2 separate regions of the Mus musculus genome follow, and region 1 is linked to region 2. A link is a contact called in public HiChIP or PLAC-seq data. All regions are on one chromosome and are shown on one strand. Each heading gives the region's core, a stretch centred on a gene start, on an enhancer-like site or on the middle of the called end of the contact. The rest is flanking DNA. Distances are from core to core; before and after follow the strand shown.

Region 1 (6,473 bases), core at 42-2,541, 520 kb after region 2:
TGGGAGAGGGGGGTGGGGAAGGTAGCCTCGGGGATGCTAAGGATCAAAGGGCCACTGTAAGAAGGGTGACCCTGGTAGGACCCTGGTGGACCCCTTCCTTTACGGCAGTGCGTCTCAGCCTCTGAAACACATTGTGTCAGCACTAGCTGGCTGGTCTCCATCCCTGACCTTGTGATGAAGTTGTGAAAGGGGCCCATGTGAATCCCTGGATGATGCCAGGCTGCTGGTGTGGGGCCCAGGCTTTGAGAGACTGCTTTAGTGCCAAGCCCAGTAATTCATCAAACGAAATCACTGGCGGGCAAAAATGAAGCCAATGAACGTGAGCTGTTCATGAGCTGAACAGGAAGCAATGACATCAGAGTTGGGGTAGGGGCGGCTCTGCTGGACACCCCCAAGGCACAGTTCCAAACCAAATGGAAATTCTCCTTTGGCTTTAGACCAAGCACCAAAGAACAGTAATTCCAGACCTCATGGGATGTATCCTCAAAGACTAGGTTAGCACCACCCAGCATTCAAGGCCGTGCTTCAGTGAGCTCCTGGGGTCCCCACACTGTGGAGGTGTGGGCCTCTCTGACTCTCACTGGGTTTAGTTTCTCAGAAGCTCCACTCCTATGCCCACATCTCACCTGAGAAGGAGGCTGAGATCTCCCAAGGACTTGGTGGTCCTTCTGCCCCTGCCTTCCCTAGGCTACTCTGAGCCTCTCTTCCCTGTCTTCTTCCCATAGTCTCAAAAGCAGATTGCTCACCCCATGTTTTACCTGATAGGTATCGTATGCATTGACTCCAAACCAAGGTGTATGTTATAATCTCTAGTGTGTAAATTAGGCAAGCAAGGATCTGGATTCCAGGCAGCTCATTCAAGGTTGCTCAGCTAAAAGGATGGTTCATTGACACCATCTCCAGCTGATCGAGCCAGAAACTGATTTACCACCCAGGTTTCCCTATTCCTTGGCTTTTACCTTGATTTATTGGATAATCATTTCCTTCCAGAGAGAGGCTCAGTAGCTTTCCCGGAGCTGTGAGCCAATGTGGAAGGTATGGGAATTTTAGTCATTAGACTAGATGACATTCGTCATTAGAATAGAGTAACGCTTCAGAGGGTTGCCTCCTGGTTCAAAGTCCACCATGTTGAGGCCCTCCTCTTCTAACAGCAGAGGTGGACTTGACCATAGACGCTCATCTTTGCAGGAAAGAGAAGGTCTCATCTCTTCCATAGCCAGTTAGCTGGTTCCCAGTCTGAACCAGTCCAGACAGACATCGCAGCTGACGTTCCTTCTTTCCTGAGAGTACAGTGACCCCATGTGGCTATTGCCAGGCACAGCAACTTACAGAGTGTGACAGCTATTTCTTCCCTACAAAGCTGTGTTGAGCCTGTAGGACAGTGTCTCCCTGGCATGCAACTGTGAGGCCCAGTGTGGTCTGAGCACATCCCTCCAGGCCCTGCTGAGGGGATGTAAACGTCGTGCTTGGGGATGGCTGACCTTCAATTCTTTTTTTCTGCCCTGTAGGCTCTCACTCCCAGCCCTTCACACACCCTCCCTGCATCTTAGAGACAGGTGAGATGGAGGGAACTGTTGTGTGACCTGTAGATGCAGGAGGTGGAGATGGGGGACAGAATTGGGGGGGTCTACATGTATTGTTTGAAGCTATACCCCCATTTACACATACAAGTGTAAGCACTAAGGAAGCCTCTGCTAACACCACCCAGACGAAGTGCATGGGAACAGGGAAGGATTGCATGTGGCTGCTGCGGACACTTGCTGAGCTTGGCACAGCTTAGAAAGGGTCTTTTTTCCCCCTTCCCCCACATAACGTTAAGTCCCCTGAACATAGGTAGGTGGTTTAGTGGGATCCGTTCACACCTTCTGTTTTCTGTCCCTCACTTCCCTTTCTCTGGCTATAAATAAAACCTGCCTGAGACAAGGTGTAGTGAACTCTGAACCACTTCTCCTTGGGTCTGTAGGACTCAGTTCTGAAATGGCAAATGCAATCGGTCAAGATCCCACCAGACTAGACGGCTGCGGTGTGTCCTGTAAGAGTCATATGTGTGGGTTCTTAACAGATGCTAAGACTGGCCTGTAACGTTTCTGAAACCTTCCTTGTGAGGAGGACAAGGGCTACCCCCGCCCCCCCCAAAAAAAAACCCTTTCTTTCCTTTGCTCAACTGCTGCTCTTCTCATCTCAAGGAGAAGCCCTCCTGTGGCAGATTTGTGACTGAATCTAGACAGTGTTGATTAATAATGAGCAGTCTGCCATCTTGTCTGTTTGTACAGTTGTGTCCAATATTTTAAAAATATCACTTGAGGTGGTTGAATATATATGAATCGATAGAAGATACACACACACACATGAATTGATAGAAGATATGATTTAAGGTACGTATATCATTGGCTTCCCAAGAGGACTCACCCAAGAAATCTTAAAATTTGAGATCTCCTGTAGCCCTTGTGTTAGCTGACTGACAAAGAGATTGTAGGACAGAGAACTCACAGCTAGACTCTGACATACTGTTAATTGGAGACTAAGCAGAAATAATGGCACGTTAACAATGTAGCCCACTGGGAAAATGGAGTTGTCGTTATGACCAGATCTTTCAAACTAACCTCTTCCATCAGAAGTGCAAGTCTGCCCATGTCTTCCAAGGAAGGGAATTGTCTTGGGAAGGTCTGGGCGAGCACTGTGAAGCCTTTTGTTGTGGAATCTTAGCTCAAACTTGTCATCCAAATCTTACTTGATCCAAATCTTACCTGTAGCTAGTACCCTGGTTTCTGCCCTTGCAGTGCCTCAGAATTTCCAGTAGGTGGCACAAGCTACACCTCTCTACTCATCTGTCTTCCCACTAGAACTTAATTGAAAAGATGCTCACTTCTTCCTTTTCCCCTCCTTTCTCGTCACCTGTCTCCCATCTTTCTCTTTGACCAAAAAGAAAATAACATACAAACCAACCAAACAAACAAACTCCAAAAACAAACAAACACTCAGACTTTCTGTTGATTTGGCTGTGAGGATTAATTCAAAGGGGGCCACATGCAAAAGGGAAATGCTACCTTTAAAGATCATGGGGCAGGCAAGAAATGCCACAATGAACTCTTCTGAGTGGCCACTGGCTCTTGTCAGCCATACCTGTAACTGCTTTCACTTTTCAAAATTCACCTTGTACCAGGGACACCTGGATGCTGAGCCTCCTTTGCTTTTGACTACACCAGACAACATCCAATCCCAAATCCTACCTGGTAAACAGCAGTCAAAACAGACTGGTCAGTTCCCCCTAGACACCCCTCAGACAGTCTAGAAAGGCTGACTGGCTTTTTTCTCTTGAGGACCCTGCATGAATCTCCAGCATCGATGAGCATATGTAAAGACTGGGAACCCATGTGGACTCCAGATGTTGACAAACAGTAGAGGGAGGATATATCGGTTTGCTTTTCTGTTGCTGTATTTAAATACTGACCAAAACTAACTTGAAGAGGAAAGGGTTTATTTTAGCTTACAAGTCCATACTCAAGGAAACCCTAGGCAGGAGCTCAAAGGCAGGAATCGAGAGACAGGAACAGCAGAGACAATCCGGGAGCACTGTTTACTGCTTTGCTTCCCCTCCATTTCTGATGCGGCCAGTAGGCATTGCTCAGATAGATACTAGCTTTTGTTTTCACCACAGGCTGCAGCCTGCACATTCCGCAGCTGGGAAAGATGTTACAGCTGGAGCGCACCAGATGGACTCTGGTGCGCAGAATGGTTATTAAAGCGAGCCCCTGGAACTGACACTGATGGAAGGGAAGGGGAGGCGGTGTGGGTCAAGGGAGCAGTCAAGTCACAATGCCAGGCCATCAATAAGCTCAGTCACCAGAATGATCCCTCGGTGATGGCCCGTGGCAGGCAGAGCCCAGCCTTGATAGACCCATATTGATTAGGCTCAGATGTGAGCTGTTCAGAATGCAGAATGACCACAGGCAAGGCAGCTCTCTGTGGCTCAGCCAGCTCTGCTAAAAGGAGCAGAGAGCAGGGGCTTGTATACAGGCAGCATGGGCAGCAGCCATCAAGCAGGGCTTAATCATAAGAGCCAGGAAGGTGCATTATGTGTGCTAGCTACAGTCCACCCTAAGCCCCTCTGGTTTCTCTTGCAAGATCCCTGTTGACTTATCTTCTCAGGGGAAACTTGAGGAGGATGGGGAGAGGGTACATGACTCAGCAGCAGAACAGCTTCTCAGTCACACAGGAATTCCTGTATCTGTTTTCTGGGGCCTTAGAAAAAGAAAATAGTAGAAAGGAAGTTGAATGCCAACATCTTTGGCTGTGTTGTTGTAGAGACCCAGGGCTATCATTTGTGTCTCACAGTTTGCATCTATAGGGTCTGGTCTAGCCTCGTCCTCAGCTATGCCTCAGATATCCCCAATGGCTTTCCTGAGAGGTGTGAGCCCCTCATCCTTCAGCTACACTTAGCTACAACCATCCACACTGAACAAGCGCTATCTCAGGAGTCACTTCTGTTCTGCAAGTCTTCTCTTCCTCATTGTGCTGTGTAAGGGCTGCTGGCACCCCCTTCCCCTTCCTGGCTAGACAACCACCTTTCCCATCAGGAGGACAACTGTTCCTGGTCTTCCTTAAGTGCCCATATTGAAATGGCAATGTGTGGTTCAACTGGTCTCTTGCCATGTTTTCTGACAGAAGTCTCCCTTGAGAGCCAGGCACTTTCATCTTGAAAGCATGCACCCAGGGTGACAGGAAGCAGAAATGTTCCAAGAAATTCCTGGGAGTTTGAGGCACCGCTCCTCGGTTCTCCTGAATGGGAGCAGAGTACTGTATAAAGCTGATCGACTCTAAGAGCCTCCTGCATCTCGGCGGAGAGTGGCATTCTGTCCTTGCATCTCTGAGTTGGCCCTGTGCCCTTAACAGACCTCATTGACTGTGAGCCAGGATGGTTCATGAGATGTTGTCCCCTGGTTCCAGCTGGTTCTCACACCTTTATTCTGTAAGGAAGATCTCCAGGCCTTTGACAGTGACACAGATAGCCAATGCTAGCTAGACAAGCATGCTAGGAGCACCCTGGTGGCACTTCTGAAGGGCTCTGTGGTCAGAACAGGCAAGGGAATCTATTTCTATTAGAATGAGTTACTGATCTTTATAGGGTGAAAGGGATCCAGTGCTGTCAGTTTGTTCCACACGCAGACCTGTCTCTGTTATGACAGACTGGAGATTTGTAGAGCAGGACATGTCAATTCTGGCAAATGAATGTCTGCACCGTCAGACCCACTCACAGTCCCCACCTCTCCCACTGTTGGGCTGGCCCTAGGGCAATGGCACAGGCTGGCTGAGTCATCCTATTAGGTCACGAGGCACATCTTCTGTGGCGGATGGCCTCTAGGAAACCTAACATGAAATGTGACTGCCATTATTCTCTGTCTATTGCCTTCAGATGTCCCCACATGCCTCTGCATCAGATCAAACCTTCAAAGACTTGATCTTCCAAGATCCTAACCCCAGACAAGCTGTTTGGTGTTGTCTGTGGATACATCTGTATTCTGACTTGGCTTGCTTTCCTTCCTCTACAAAGTAGACAAGCAGGTGCACTGCTCTCAACAATGTCCACTGTGAGGCTTATCTTGCACAATTCTTTCAAGATGCCCCTTGATGGAGGCTGTATGGGACTGCCATAATTTAGACACACCAAAACCTACTGAACGGACACTAAGCTTGGCCATTTTCCTCTTGTTGTCTGGTGTTACACAATCCCTAATGTAGCATGGATGTGAAGTGGTACTGGCCCAAGAAGGCCTGTGTTACTTGTTCCTGTGGTGGCTGGGTCAGCTGGTCCTATCTGTGTACAACTGTGGATGGCACTCCTCCATCTTCGGACAGATTCTCGCTGTCCTGTGCTATGTATGACTTGGTGGGTCTGTCAGGACCTGTCTCATCCTGGAGGCTGGGGCTCCATGGATACTTCAGGCAGTGATTCTGTGATGTTTGGTGTGAATCCCATCCAGCATCTTAGCCCATGGTACCAGCTTTCTAGGTACCAGCTTTGCCTTAAGAAGGCATCCTGTTATGGCTGTCTCCTGAGAGTCTCTGCCAGAGTCTGACAAATACAGAGGAGGAAGCTCACAGCCAAGCATTGGTCTAAGCTCGGGGGGGGGGGGGCAATACAGGAGTTGGAGAAGGGACTGAAAGAGCTGAGGGGGTTTGCAGCCCCATGGAGGGAGCAACAGTGTCAACAGGCCAGACCCCTCCCCCAGAGCTCCTGGGGACTGGACCACCAACCAAAGAGTACACATGGAGCGACCCATGGCTCTGGCCACATATGTGACAAAGGATGGCCTTGTTGGACATCAGTGGGAGGAGAGGCACTTAGGCCTGAGGGTGTTCAATACCATAGTGTAGGGAAATGCCAGGGTGGGAGGATAGGAGTGGGTGGGTCGGAGAGCACCCTCATAGAGGCATGGGGAGGGGGGATGGGATAGGGGGTTTCCGAAGAGGAG
Region 2 (6,214 bases), core at 2,906-5,405:
CATAATGTTAATGGTCAGATCAGGGTAATGGAATCTTCTCGATCTCAAACATTTATCATTTCCTATCATCAGGGATATTCAAAACCTTTACTAGCCAATTTGAAATATGTGAGTAACTGCTGTCACGCATAGTCAGCCCCCTTTACTGTGCTGGGGAACATCTGAAGTCATTGGGCTTGTCCAAGTGCACCCTAATCCCATGTCCTGCCATCTTTCCACCCTTCCCCCCACAGTCTTCCTACCTACTGGACTCTGGTGCAATGACTCCCTGAGGCTCTCTTTGCTCTAGCAGGCAGGCACTAGGATGAGTCATTTCTCACTCTGTGACTTTCCAAGTGCCTCCAGAGCTATTACAAAGGTCCCCTTTGCTACCTTAGTAAGATGCTTTGGTGGAATTTCCTTAAGTTCCCACTGGGCTTGGTGGGTGGTCGGTAACTGTGAACGCAGACTCTACACATGTTACTTTGTTTTTATATGAAGACCACACAAGGAAAGCGAAATAAATATCTCGGTAGCTTTGTTTTAACTGAAATCTGTGACTGAAGACCCCATATCTGAGTCTGGCTTTACATCTCATCCAAACGTTTCTACTAAAAATTACCCAAGGTTTGAAGGTAAAAATAGCCTTGTGCCAGTCAGGCAGACTATCCCACTTGTACTTCCTAAACCGATTACGCAAGAGGAAGCAGAAACAACCCCAAGCTTGTTATTAGTATCTGGATGTTCACTGGCTATATGAACACAGCTCCACAACCGTGGTGTGCAAGCACACACTCTTCTTACAACTGCCTTGAACCTTTAAAAGCGAAGCCTAACTTGAAGAAAGATAAACCCAGAGACAGTGCTGACCCAACCTCCCCAGGGGAAGTCTGGCCTACAGGACCTCCTGCGATTCAGTTGTGGCAATGATTGTACAAAACACCAAATAGGAGGCTTTTCTATCAAATACTATAAAACGTGAGTTTAGGACCAGGAATTAAAATTTTTTTTCTCTTTCTCACCCGGTAAGACTTTTATGCAAACGTTTTAACCATTTTCACTCAGTGAGAAATTTGTTTACACCAAGGTCTAATGCTCTGATATTCTAGACATTTGATAGCCTCGAGCAGCGACGCTTTTCTGCTTCGGGCAGGAGCCACTCTCCCCTTCCTCCTTCATGTCTTATAAGGCAATTCTAATTGAATAAGACTGGGAGGTCAGACCTAGCCAATGGGGAAAAGACACAGTCAACACCTGAGACACCTTTTCGGTCTCAGGGTGTGTTTGTGTCCTTCCAAGCAGATCTTCTTAGCAAGAGTGAAGATTGTTATTTCCAGACACTTCAGTTGGAATGCCGGTGTCTTTCTTTGCTATCCCAAACATATTTCTAACAATTTGGGGGCTCTGTCTGGGAACCTACCTCACCTGAGGGTGTGCCTTGAAACCAGTTTTAACAACTGTCTGATCTGTTTCTTAGAGACGGTTTTGTTCCATTCAGCATAACTTGTGGGATACAGAGCTGTTCTGGATAGAACTGGAGAGGGCCAAGGACCCTTGAATGGTTTGCTCTATGCTTCTCCAGGCTGAGAGTCTCCTGAGAAGAGCCATGTTTACAAGGTAACTAGTTGCACATACACGGGGAAAAATTAGGATCACAAAAATAAGAACAAAACTTTGCAAAAGCTTATCTGGACGTCATCCTCAGGGGGAGAGACATGATAGCACACACCGACCAAGGACACTCTAAACGCTGACACTTCCTGAGAAACTAATGAAGAAAACAAACAACCCCCCCAAACTCCACATCATCAGAGTCACAGGACAGAGGGTCACCCCTCCCAGTTAAAGGAATGTTCTCTGGAGAGGGGAATCCACTTTCCTTGCCAACTGACAGTCCTGCTGAAAGTTAGGTCAGAGAAGACTGGTCCATCGGCTCTGTCTCTCTGAGTTCCCGAAATGGAGGATCCAGGAGGGTGGTACTGACATCTGATATTAACAAAACCTTGCCTTAGTTAAAAAAAAAAAAGCTCCTTGTGTGAACTATACTATTTTAGCAAAGATCATGGTTTCCTGTCTGTGTTAATCATTTTTTTCTTATATTCATCGGACCATCTTTTAATTTTTATACAATTTATATAAATCTCTCACTTTTCAGATTTCTGTTTGCCAACATATATTCTCCAGCTTAGGCTTACACAAACCTCACCTGAGCTCCAAAGCCTCTAAACATCAGGGAACAGCACACGGGGCTTCACACATTTGTGGACAGTGACGTTTAAGTCACCCATATCAGTTTTGGAAATTACGGCTGATTAGATGGAAAGAGAAGAATTTGACTCCCCCTCTCCACCCCCCACACGTGGCTTTTGTAAATGTTTATATGAGATGAGAATAAAATTTTGTTTGTAAGGTGGAATTAGGGCTGATAACCAAGGCCACCCTCCTGCTGAGCTGATAGTGACTGACAGTTCAGATGTGCGCTCACTCCTAGACAGGCTCAACAAAGCTCTGAGAGGCAAGTGTCTCCAATTGTAGTTATTGTGTTTCCATTCAGAAGGGAAACTAACTATCAAATTGAGCACTCAGGTATATGATTACAAGGCTAGAAACAAAACCAAATGCAAGCCACTATTCTTTCATCGCCTGTGTTCCTGCTGCGTTCAAAATATGTAATATGTAGGTTTTTGTTTTTGTTTTTTGCATAGTTCTTCGAAAATGAGGTACTTTCTGGCACTGAAAATTTACTTAAAGTTTTTGTGGTTAAATTATCATAACAAATATTACTAATGTGTAACTCATCTTAAGCAATTTGCCAGCAGCTTGCATGGGTCTGTGGAGCTTAGTAGGTATTTAAGACTATTCTGAGAATGATTTATGCAAAAATTGCATAGCTCTTGTTTGGATACAAATAACATCTCTTATACAGTTCATTTCTCATGAAAGAGAAACTTGATTTTGGAGCTGCGCCCCCCAAACCTGGTCCTGATTACTGCTTCAACTCCTGTTTATATAATTCTACACAGTTTTGGCAGGATTCAAGAGCACATACCAGGGTGTTGGCTTTTATGAATCTCCCGAGATGCGAATGTCACGCTGACTGGATGAACTCTGGCCACAGATCCCAGACATGCACAATGACTCTATTTATTCCGACTTGGCTGCCTGGATGCAGATTGACTCTGTGTGTAATAAATTTTCACAGCCCCAAGAACCTCCACATCAACCAAGCCAAGGCTGAGAAGACAAACACACCTAGTGGAACTGGGCTGCGTTTCACCCAGTTATTCTGTCAGAGCTCACTGATGGGTGACATGCGCTGTCAATGCCTTTAAGGTTTTTCCCTTCTGGTGTTCTCAAAACCCTGCTCTCTGTTACAAAGTTGCCATATTAAACAAAACAAGGGTTGGGGGGAGATGGACAGAAATCTGCTTTTAATAGTTTACCCCACACTGCTATGAGTCCTCAGAGGCCTCTACGGGACAGGGCTGAGAACTGTGACTAGTTGTTTGCCACTTCAACAGAGACCACATGAAACGCAATGGCTCTTGTCTCATCCGGCACTCAGCGGGGACTCACCTGTAGTCTGGACATACTAGAGGCATGAGGTTTTAGCTTCTCCCTGACAGACAAGATTATTACTCTCTGCATTATAAATAAGAAAATAATTGCCTCTTTAGCTTGCAGATTTATGTTAATGACACAGATATCTATTAAATTAATTGTACGCTCTCCAAATATTGATTGGGGATTAAAAGGTAACTTTCCTTCATTGTGTTGAGAAATCAATTAGGCCAATAGAGAAATTCCCCTCTACAGATTAAATCCAATGATCACTGCCTGTAAAGTTAAAACAGTCAGTTTAAGTGGATAAACTACACCCATTTAAAGAGAAAAATGCACTTATATAATTAAAACGAAAAGGCTGCCCAGTCTGTGTGGATAATGTGATTACTCGGAGCTGCAGGCAGACATCGCCGTTCAGTGTGGATGGCTGCTCCCTCGATAGCTGTCCCTGAGCTACGGATTTGTCATGGTGCTTGCAGCTGACACTGTCTCAGCTACAGCTTGCCAAAAGTCTCCAGCATTTGTCCTTTTCCTCTTGCCTCAGCTGTGATGACTCTACCTAGAAATTTGCTCAGTCTCACTTCCTAAACCGTCCCAGACTCAAGAGGGTGAGATGGCCACTTTGACTAAATGGTCAGACACCCGTGTGTGTTCCTCCTCCCCCCACACCCATCAGGCTGACGGTGCCTCCACATATTGTTTCACCCAGTTTCCTTCACATTTTCCCAGGGAACAACTAAACATTGGAATCTGTGACATACACATCCAAACAAGAAATGTCGTTCTCTGGTCTGCTCGAACCTCACCGAGTGGAAGCAGTCTGATGACAGCTTGCTTTCATTTCAAAGGTGTCACAACCAACTTATCAAGTAAACAGAAGTACAATTCTGGTGCCTTTGCGAGGGGACAGTGAGGAGATCCGGTCTCTCGGCTTCGGGGACTCCAGCCTGAGATGGCTTACAGAACTTACATTCTAATAGTGCTCGGCATGATGAGTGTGTAAGGAATGGTGTAGAGTCCTCAGCGAGTCAAGGCTATATGTGAATGTATGGTTGCTTTATGATATTGAGCCTTATACTTTTTTTCCTGTCATTCATTCAATGTTTGGGATTTAGTAATGGGCAACAAAGGCAGGACAAAGATCATCTCAGCTTCTGGACACTAGTAGGAACTGTAGGAACGGGTCTCAATTTAAGACAGCGCCCTGTGATTATTTATGCATCTGTTCAACAGACAGAGTGTCTACTGAGCCAGCCAGTCTCTGTCCTCAGGGATCTTCCAGCTTTGTTTATAGGAGCAGTTACCGTTAAAAGTGAATACATACAGTATAGTTGAAATTAGGGTGAGGTCCAGGAGAAAGAGTAATATTACTGAGCAAAAGGACATTCCAGAGTCTCTCTGAGGACGTGAAATGATGCTGTACCTTCGGGATGCACTGGTGTCAACCAGGCAAGACACACAGCAGAAGCCTTTGGATGCTCTGCGGCAGCTGGGCATGGCTTGTTGGAGGAGCTGAAGGAGGGCCCACGAATGCGGAAGTGCTGGGAAGTTGGGAGAGAAGGGGAGGCATGAACAAGGCCAGACTGCAGGTTAGTGGGGGCCATGCTGGGACCCCTGCATTTCTTTCCAGGTGGGAGAGGAAATTCATTTCAGATTTTAGATTAAAAAAAAAATGATTTGGGAGCCAGAGAGCTAGCTGGGTTAAGAGCACTTGCTGTTCTTGTACAGGACCAGTGTTTGGTTCCCAGCACACATACTGGGCAGCATGCAAGTGCCTGCTAACTCCAGTTCTAGGGGATATGATGCCCCTCCTGGCCTCGTCAGGTACTGCATGCATGAAGTGCACATATAAGCATCGAGATACACACATAAATGAAACTTCAAAAAAAAAAAGTAATGATTTGATCTGATGTACATTTTTAAAAGATCACTGAGGACAAACTATATTATAGATGTCAGAGAACAAGGTGACAGTTCCCACAAGCTGGTTTAAACTACTCAGGATGGGAAGGGGTTGATGTACTAATATTTAATTTTGGAAGTTAAATTTATAGAAGGCAGAGAAGAAAAGAGTGTTTGAATGAGGAACGAGGTGTTATCAAGACTGGATCCTGTGGGTTTAGGCTTGAACAGTGGGCATCTGGGCATGCTAGGTCTGAAAAAGGGAACAACCACAAGACAAACATATTTGAGTAACAGGGGGTGGCAGAACCCAGAAGTTCAGTTTGGCATGGCTTGAGTTTGGAATGTTTGTGAGACAATCAAATAGAAAACTTAAGTATGTCTGTATTTTGGTAGAGTGCTTTGAGTTGAGACTGCATAGAAGTTGCCATTATAGAAAAACTGAAGGTCTCTGGGGGTGGGGAGGGGACATGAGGATGCCCAAAGACAAGAACTAGAAAGTAAAAAGTAGGAAGGAATCCTTTCAGACTCTAATACCTGGTGGAGACTGAGCACTTGGCAAAACACTAGAAGGAGCATGGTGGGGGGAGAGGGAAGGGGCACAGGTGAGGGGGGAGAGGTACAGGTGAGATGGTGAAGGGCACAGGTTGGGGGAGGGGAACAGGTAAGTGGGGGAGGGGTACAGGTGAAAGGGTGAAGGACACAGGTGAGGGGGAAGGGAGGAGCACAGGCAAGGGGCAGGGAAAGGCATTGGTGAGGTGGGGAGGGG

What was found. HiChIP or PLAC-seq counts read pairs in DNA pulled down with a chosen protein or histone mark.
Region 1: a contact with region 2 is called in an H3K27ac HiChIP or PLAC-seq map of VIP interneurons, with 5 times the contacts expected there. The contact joins two enhancer-like sites. A contact is called at or near these places in 4 of 15 datasets of contacts at CTCF or cohesin (CD8 T cells, the NIH/3T3 cell line, large pre-B cells and 1 more), 46 of 484 Hi-C or Micro-C datasets (B cells, the C10 cell line, CD4 T cells and 29 more), 8 of 115 datasets of contacts at active chromatin or transcription factors (DN3 thymocytes, T-cell acute lymphoblastic leukemia, Th17 cells and 5 more) and 1 of 9 other capture datasets (embryonic stem cells).

Annotation. Positions count from the first base shown.
Region 1 is chr1:38,786,345-38,792,817 of GRCm38.p6, forward strand. No RefSeq gene overlaps it. Among named protein-coding and RNA genes, the nearest start is that of Lonrf2, 47 kb to the right of the region's middle. Within about 2 kb of position 1,292, at least 13 of the 459 cell types and tissues checked have an H3K27ac peak or open chromatin away from gene starts, as enhancers often do. A contact at or near this core is called in VIP interneurons and stem cell-derived motor neurons, where this site is marked.
Region 2 is chr1:38,259,451-38,265,664 of GRCm38.p6, forward strand. All of the region lies in intron 9 of Aff3 (AF4/FMR2 family, member 3), which reads right to left. Among named protein-coding and RNA genes, the nearest start is that of Gm16150, 43 kb to the left of the region's middle. Within about 2 kb of position 4,156, at least 75 of the 459 cell types and tissues checked have an H3K27ac peak or open chromatin away from gene starts, as enhancers often do. A contact at or near this core is called in VIP interneurons and stem cell-derived motor neurons, where this site is marked.